Regions from separate parts of the Mus musculus genome. Here region 1 is linked to region 2. Evidence: chromatin contacts called from public Hi-C data. All regions are on one chromosome and are shown on one strand. The core of a region is the stretch at or near the end of the contact, and the rest is flanking DNA. Distances in the headings are between cores, read along the strand shown.

Region 1 (4,497 bases), core at 1,844-4,343, 160 kb before region 2:
CTGTGTTGTGCATCGACCATGCCGCCTGCTCACCGCAGCCCTGAGGTGTATCCTGAAGCTGGCTCTGTGATGCCTCCAGCTTGGTTCTTTCACTCGAGGTCTCTTTGGTGATTCTGGGTCTTCTTGGTTCCCTGTGACGTTTCTTCCCTGTGGAATTTGTCACTGCATTTGAATGCGGGTTGTATTGGTTTTGTGGATTGCTCTGTGTGCAACAACATTAACTTTTCTAGTTCAGTGAACACACAACCAAAAAGTAAAAGGAAATGCCCAAAAGACTGATCTTAAAATGAGCAAAAGAGAGTTTGGAGTAACCACTCAACAGTTAAGAGCACTGGCTGCTCTTGCAGAGGACCCAAGTTCAGTTCCCAGCACTCACATGGTGACTCACAACCATCTGTAATCAGTTGCAAGGGCATCTGATGGCCTCTTCTGGTGACATTGGCATTGAGGATACATGGTGCACATATCTGTAAGCACTCATACGTAAATATAAAATAAAAATAGACAAACCTTTTAAAATGTCTTTAAAAACAGACAAGAGACCTGAATAGACATTTCTCAGGACAAGATATACCAATGGCCAATGGGTTTTGACATCATTGTTCACCTGAATATGTAAATCAAGCCTTCAGTGAGATACTAGCACATCACAGCAGAATGGCTATTACTAGGAATGGCAGTGGTGGTGCATGCCTAATAATCTAGCAGAGGAGAGGTTTGCAGGTACAGCCATAGCCAAGGAGATTTGTTCTGTGAGTTTCCAAATAGGAAATCTTTGAGTTACCAACACTTAAAAGTCAGAACTGGGGGCTGGTGAGATGGCTCAGTGGGTAAGAGCACCCGACTGCTCTTCCGAAGGTCCAAAGTTCAAATCCCAGCAACCACATGGTGGCTCACAACCACCCGTAATGAGATCTGATGCCCTCTTCTGGAGTGTCTGAAGACAGCTACAGTGTACTTACATATAATAAATAAATAAATCTTTAAAAAAAAAAAAAGTCAGAACTGTAAGACACGGGAATCTACTAAAATTTTTTTGCCTGAGCATATCAAAACATTTCAATTGCCCTGGCAGGATGACTGTCACCTGAGGTCTTCCTCAGCTCTACTCTCAAAAACACCCATTCTGGCCTTAGCAGGATCAACTGTAAGTGTGGTATAGGTGTTTCCAACATGTCTTTGGTACTGTGTGTCTCCCTGTCCCCTGTGTTAACACTGTTCCCACCTCCCAGGGCCATCATCTTCTGTGTGGAGCAGGCCAGGCACTTTGCTTTGTAGACAGACATGGGACTCTTCCTCTGTAGAACCCCAGACAGGGTTCCTCTCAGGACGAAAGTATCTCAAATGGATGAATGAATAAATGAATGAATGCTCTAATGTCTCGCATGGGACCCCCTTTGCTATCAGGCCACTTGAGTGGAAGCCACCGAGTTTCATTGGGAAAAAGTCACTTTGCCCCATCCGGACTCTTCTCACCCTAATAACAGATGGGACCAGGTGTTTACACACCTTGTCTCTGTTGTCCATTGAGGTATGTCCCTTGTGCATCTCACTTCCTATGACTATGAGACCCTTAGGCATGGGTGTGACATCTACCCTGACTCCTGAGCCAACCAAAGGACACATAAGCAGATGCTCATCCATAAAACATACAATAGGTGTTCAGTCCCAGTGCACACAGTAGGTGCTCAACCACAGGGTATATAAAAGGTGTTCAGCCCAAGGACACACACTGGGTGCTCAACTACAGGACACGCTGGGTGCTTGGCCACAAAGCACATAAGAAATGCTTTGTCACAGAATCTAGAGTGAGTACTCAGCCACAGGGCACACAGTAGGTGTTTGGTTACAGGGCACATAGTAGGTGTTTTCCCACAGAACACACATAATATTTGCTTGGCTATGGGCCTCCCAATAGGTGCTCACTTCCAAGGCACACAGTATGTGCTCAGCAGCTGGTAGCTTCAGTGGAAATAAGTAGAAGGATCTCAATGTCCCTTCAAATCCACAAAGTTCTCTGTGGTTGCCATCAACACTGACGCACATTCTGAGAGCAGAGAAGGAGTCGGGGTCAGGGAGGTAAAAGAGCTTGCCCTCAGGTTTGATTAGCTCACACTCTGCACAGTGGTCTTAATCACATTAATATCATTTCCCATCTGCATAATTGAGAATCACTGCAATGCTCTGGCCCCTATGAGTAGCCACAGCTGCCTGTACCTCAGGGTAGTGTATGTAAAACAGGCAGCCCAGGGTTCAGTCCCTGCTGGGATGGCTCCCTGGGGCCGTATCATGGTCCCTTCTGCCATGGTGTCTGCATCAGAAAGGTGGGGGCCTGGTGAATGAAGGGCCTGGGATGGAGGAGGTCCCATGACTGTGAGCAAAGCTGTCCCCAGAACACGGACATCACCCCACTGCAGCAGCTAATGACAGACATTCTTTCATCTCCACCTCAGCTTCTTCCTTTCAGAGTCTTGCCCTTGCCAGAAGGTTCTAAGTGCCCGGAGAACGCTGGGGACAGGCCTGGCTCCCAGGATCCAGGGAGCCCATCTCCCCCATCTCCTTCCTTTCCTCGGCCCCTAAGACTTAACCATTCCTGGCCAACTCCTTCCACTACCAAGGTTATGGCTTAGCATTTCCCTCTGTCTGATGGAGACTGTCCCACTTGAGAACCAAAAGAGCAACTCAAGAGTCTGTGTCTGAGCATGACAGGCGATAAGAGGAGGAGAGACCATGGCAGGCTACCTGAAAAAGGCTGCTTGTCGGGCAGTATTGACAATGGAGAAGATAGCAGTAACCAGCTGTCCAGCTTCACATGCAGGCCCATAGCCTTCTAACCTCTGACTGACATTTTGGAAGCTGTGGGCCAAAAATGTTGTGGGAATTTTACAAAGCCACTCACCCAGTGGTCATCTCAGAGCTCACACCCAAGCCTGGGTGACCACATCAGAAGACTTCCTAATTTCTGCTAGGCCTTCACCAGGCTTGGGAGGAAAAACAGATTTGCCTACAAGCCAGAGAGCTGGGCAGCTCGAGTCCCTGGCATCGATCTGGCCTGCAACAGCTGCATATGAAATGGACGCATAATTTATAATCGGCCTGACAGAGGCCGTCATCCAAGCCCCCTACAGCAGGAGGGCAAGCAGGCAGGAATCCAGGATCCTCTCCACGCAGGAGCCGAAATCCAATTTCCATCCTGTCCTTGGGACTAAAAGCTTCTGCCAACAGCCACACTGAGTTCACAGATCCAATTAGCCACTGCCTGAATGACTCGCTGGGCACATGGAGCTGGCTGGACTTCCGACTCCAGCAGCCCCAGGTTGTGTCTTAGGGTTTGGCCTGCCCTGCTGTACCCCAATGGTCCCACTCTGCATCTAAGCCTCCAGGGCGAGCCTCCTGCCTCGTCATCATCACTGTCTTCTCCTTTATCTGTAAAAGAGCAGTTCTTCCAGCTGCCCAGCCTTCCACCACATCCAACCCTCATCCCTGCCCTCCCTTTTCATAGAATTAGAGCAATTCACCCTGTGGTCTCTTCTCTTGTCTGACACGTTGGCCTCTGGGACTCAATCCATGTTTTTGGCTGCTAGGCTCCAGCGTCCACATCCTTACCCTGCGTGCACTGGTCAGGACTGCTTCCCCTGCTACCCTGCAGCTGGCAGCAGAGCCGCTCATTGGAACATCCTTGAAGGGTGTGAGGTTCTTGGCTCTTGCTGCTTCATCTCTGATACCTTAAGCCCCATCTCAGGGCTTTAAGGATGCAGGACCCACTCTGCCCCAGCAATCTCTTGAAAACTCTGAAGTACATTAGCATATGAAAGCTCTCCAAGGCCCATCAATTAAATGCAAGCTATATAATTTGGTTTCATCTGAAATTTTCCAGATTATCAAATGCAGTTGCATTGTTGGCCATGTTGAAGAACATTGTATGCAAGTCCAGACTGGCATGTTCTTTTGCTGTCTCAGAGCCAGGGTGATCCACAGAGTATACTGAGCATCTATCTTAACAGCAAGTGGCATAGCAAACACTCTCATGGTGCACACACATATCTACTGCCAGGACTAATGGCAGTGCTTTGTGTCTAAGAAGTGTTGATCTTCAGAGCCACTCTGTGGCAGTTGTCACAGTCCTCGTCCAGTTGAGAAAACAGAGGTGCAGGTTGCTATGTAGCACACAAAGCTGGGTGTATCTGTCGGCTGTGGCTAAGTCACAAACATCCCCTAAGCAATCCAGTACAGCTTCTACCTGAGACACTTGTGTGCATCTCCACTCCAGCTCCTAGACTGGCCAGGCAGCTGCTGTGCAAGCTGTTGCTAGGATTGAGCAGTTCAGGGCATTTGCCAAGTGAGACTCATCACACCACCCACCTTTCACTGGTGAGTCTGCCAGCTCTGCTCCCAAGTTCACCAACTGGACCATTCTCTTTGACCGGTAAGACAAGCAACCATGCAGAATGCTGGTCATTCAACTGCAGCGCCAGCTGTTGTCCTCATGTGCTCATT
Region 2 (4,035 bases), core at 882-3,381:
GAGGCAGGACCCTGGAGGCAGGAACAGAAGCAGAGGCCATCAAGGAGTGCTACTTACTGGCTTGCTCGCCACAGCTTGCACAACCTGCTTTCTTATACGGCCCCAGACCACCTGCCAAGAGATGATGCTATTCATAGTGGTTTGGGCCCTCCCACATCAGTCATTAATCAAGAAAATGTCCCCATTGATGTGCCCCCTCCAGACCAATCTAATGGAGGCTACTCCTCAACTGAGGCTTCCTCTTCTCGGGTGACACATTTGTGCTAAGCTGACAAAAAACTAACTGGCACATCCCTGGCACTTTCTGAGGACCCCTCTCTCTACCTCAGCATCCATCTCTCTAACCTACACTCTGACCTGCCTGCCTCTTCAGCCCCTGGGTCTGGTGCCTGAAGCATTCCCATGGGAAATGCCTCAACTGAAAAGAAGGTTCAGTGACTCCCATTCTCTTCCTGGCCCTCACACCCGACAGACTTTCCAACCTTGGCCATGCCCCTCCTCTGTCACACCCAACCCTTGGTGCAGTAACACAGTGCAAAGAGGGCTCTGCAGAGCAGCTCTAGACTTGGCTCTGGTCTGGAAAGGTCATCAAGAGACCTGCCACACTCACCTAAGAGCCAACACAACTCAGCAAGCTCAATATGGACTCCTTCCAGACCCATATAGGGTCATTCCTGGTAGTGGAATTCAAAAAATAAGGATTGGCGGTTGGATAGGGATCGGTATGAGGGAGGATGAAATATGTAAATGGTGGGGTATAGACAGATGGATGGATGAATAGTGATGGGATAGATGGCGAGTGGCTAGGAGTAGACAGATTGAATGATGAGTGAACAGTGAATGGGAGGATAGACGGACAGGAGGGGGGTGGGAGGCAGAATAGACCATGCATAAGTGATAAATGGCTCATGTGTAAGGACACACTTGGCAATGTGCCCATCAAACGTCCAGACTGAAGCTGAGATCCATCTGCCCATGTTATCTGTTTGGTCAATGAATGGGGCCAAATCCAGGCAGCTCTGAAGGGCTGGCTGGCTGTCAGAACCCCTCCTGAGGGAGAGTTGAGGGCTAAAGGAGTCCGGATGAATGGCTGAATTTCAACTGCTCGTGTGTTTCTGTGTTTCCACATGGGTGTGTGTGAATGTGTGAGTGTGTGCTGGTGTGTCTTCATGTGCACATGAGCATATCTGTGTGTCTTGCCCATGTGTGTGGCTATATCTGCAAGGGTGTGTGTGTGTGTGTGTGTGTGTGTGTGTGTGTGTGTGTGTGTGTGTGGTAAACCTGTGCCAGGATGTCTCTGTGGGAGTTTGTGCATCTTGGTGAATCTCTGTGTCTGCATATGTCTGTCTGTCTGTCTGTCTGTCTGTGTCTATTTGTGTTGGTGTGATCTTCACACCCTGTAGCTGAGATAGCTGCTGTGTTTCTTGCTGGCTCCTGCCAGTGCTCAGTGATGATAAATGTTTGACAATTGGCTCTCAGAGCAAGGGCTGAGGATCCCTGTGCCTTCTGTCTGCTGATTTCCATGAAGCAACATCCCCCACCCTCCACTGACCTGTCTTCACTCCACCCAGCAGGCAGTGCTGCTGGGCAGAGCAGGTCCCACCTGGCTCCAGAATACTCTGGCCTGGGTTTGGCTCCCCTGTTCGACAAGCCTCAGTCCCCCCCCTTGCTCACCCCATTCTCCATTGGCTCTCTGCCCAAACAGATCCTCCTGTAGCCTCCAGTCTGTCCTAACTGTGCAGTCAAACCCAGTCTAGACAGTTCTTCCCAGCCTGTCTGATGTAGTAGGCTGCAGAGCCCTGGGTAAGTGCCCACAGGCAGGGCACAGCTCATTGGACACACCAGCGGTTCTCAGAGGCCTGCACATGCTGGCTGCAGCCCTGGAGGAGAGTGTCACCTTGGCCATTTCACACTGTCTCCAGAAGCCCTCCCTTCTGCCCCACCTCTTATCAGACAGCAGCACTTCCCATGAAGCTCATGCAGGAAGCAGGATCCTGAGATGGTGCCTCCATTCATTCATCTAAAACCCCAAGTCTTTTTCTCCCCTCCCCCCCATCACACAGGCTGTGCTAGATGCAGAAACAGCTAAACAGTGGCATACAGGCACACAGAAAGACAGCCTTGGCTCAGGCCAGCCCACCCACATGGGAACAGGGACATTGGTCCCTCTGTTCCTTGACCACACAGATCAGAAGCATGCCCACTCTCAGCAGGGAAGCAGGAGGACCAGATACAAATGGAGGAGGACCCTCTCCCGCTTCTCACCATCTGCACTCCGTTGGCTGCCAGATCAGCTGCCTTAGCCTACCTAGGTGAACTAGGTCCTGTCCTCCCTCTCCACCCACCTTCAGTAGTCACCTTTTCCAATGGGGTGGCCTTATGTGCTTTCCCATAGCCCCCCATGGCTCCCCAGGCCCAGAAACTTAAAACTTCTCTCCTGGGCACAGGCTGACTCTGCCTTCCCTGCCCAGGCTCTGGAAACCTTGGCTTTGCATTCTTAGGTCTCCTTACTCCTTATTCATTCACTCATTCCTTAACTCTTTAATTTACTCACTCATTCCTTCACTCATTCACTTATTCCTTCACTTACTTGCTCATTCATTCATTCACTCACTCATTTCTTAATTCACTCATTCCTTCACTCACTCCCTCACTCACTTGCTCACTCATTCACTCATTCCTTAATTCACTCATTCCTTTACTCTCTCACTCATTCACTCATTCCTTCACTCACTCACTTACTTGCTCATTCATTCATTCATTCACTCACTCATTCACTCATTCCTTAATTCACTCATTCCTTTACTCTCTCACTCATTCACTCATTCATTCCTTCACTCACTCATTTCCTCACTCACTCATCCCTTGCTCACTCATTCCTTCACTTACCCACTCATTCACTCATTCATTCCTTCACTCACTCATTCATTCATTCCATCACTCACTCACTCTCTCATTTATTCAGCCCTGCCTCATTCTCTCAATCCCTTACTTACTTGCTTGTGTCTCAGGATCCTGGCTTCTTTCTCTGTCCTTTACTAGCCTGGACCCTGGAGGCATAGAGAACATGGGAGCATGGAAGACATTGGTCATGTGTTTTGAAAGCATCTCTGTTCTGTGGGTGGGGCTGGGGCACCTCTGCAGCACCTGTAGGCTCCATCCCTTCTGGGTCTCTGAGCACAGAGGATTCCTGTCTCATTATCTCATGTTAAGCAAACGCAGAGTGCCTGTGTCATTCAGATGCACACACCCCAGTAGGGGATCTGGACTCAGGAGGTAGGAATGGAGACAATTAGTATTTTATCTACATCCTGGCTGGTCTGAAGCTGAGCTTCTGGTGTCCCCAGGGAACACTGAAACTGACCCTTGGTGGATAGAGGTGAAGATCAAGCAGTAGCCTGCCTCCCCCACCCAGGGCCCCCAATAGAGCCCCTCAGAGTGTGAGTGTGACAGAGCATTGTCAGCTGGGATCATGCTGCCAGCAGGGTGACTGTGGACATTCAGTGAGTTCCTGGTGCAAGTCCTCTGGTCACCTTCTGTGGGACAAGACAAGAAGGGTTTTCTGGGACCCAAGGCCTAAGGTAAGGCTATGGGGGCCAGGGACCAGACTTAGGAGCTTCTGGGAGGCTGGGAAGACCTTTATCTTAAGGTCATGGCTAAGGAGGGGTAGACAGGGAGGGGCCTGTTACCTCCACTGCTCTCCCAGAAGAGCTCTGGGTTCTGGCATGTGCAGCTACCCTAGCAGGCCACCATAATGAAACAGTTGGCTCTGGGGCCCCTATTCTTCATTGTCCTTGGTGAGTGGTCACATGTCCCTTGTCCTTATAGGGCCTGGACCATGAGGGGTTTGGAGGCCACATCGTAGGAGACTATAGGCTTCTCTCAATGAATGAATTCTGAAGACCCAGCTGTGAGTCTAAGGATAGAAGTGACCAGCTGCAGCCAGGAGGTCAAGGAGCTCGGTCACCACTCTAGACATACCTTGTCACAGAACTCCTGCTGAATAGCACTCTGCAGGGAAGGCTCCCTCTGGCC

What was found. Hi-C and Micro-C count contacts between places; a contact is called where the count stands out from the background.
Region 1: a Hi-C map of cerebellum shows a contact between it and region 2, with 1.6 times the contacts expected there. The contact joins two enhancer-like sites. A contact is called at or near these places in 2 of 484 Hi-C or Micro-C datasets (cerebellum and cerebral cortex) and 2 of 115 datasets of contacts at active chromatin or transcription factors (craniofacial prominence and forebrain).

The regions. Positions count from the first base shown.
Region 1 is chr5:35,304,232-35,308,728 of GRCm38.p6, reverse strand. No RefSeq gene overlaps it. Among named protein-coding and RNA genes, the nearest start is that of Gm31656, 8.5 kb to the left of the region's middle. Within about 2 kb of position 3,093, at least 10 of the 459 cell types and tissues checked have an H3K27ac peak or open chromatin away from gene starts, as enhancers often do. A contact at or near this core is called in cerebellum, where this site is marked.
Region 2 is chr5:35,145,102-35,149,136 of GRCm38.p6, reverse strand. No RefSeq gene overlaps it. Among named protein-coding and RNA genes, the nearest start is that of Gm31601, 14 kb to the left of the region's middle. Within about 2 kb of position 2,131, at least 25 of the 459 cell types and tissues checked have an H3K27ac peak or open chromatin away from gene starts, as enhancers often do. A contact at or near this core is called in cerebellum, where this site is marked.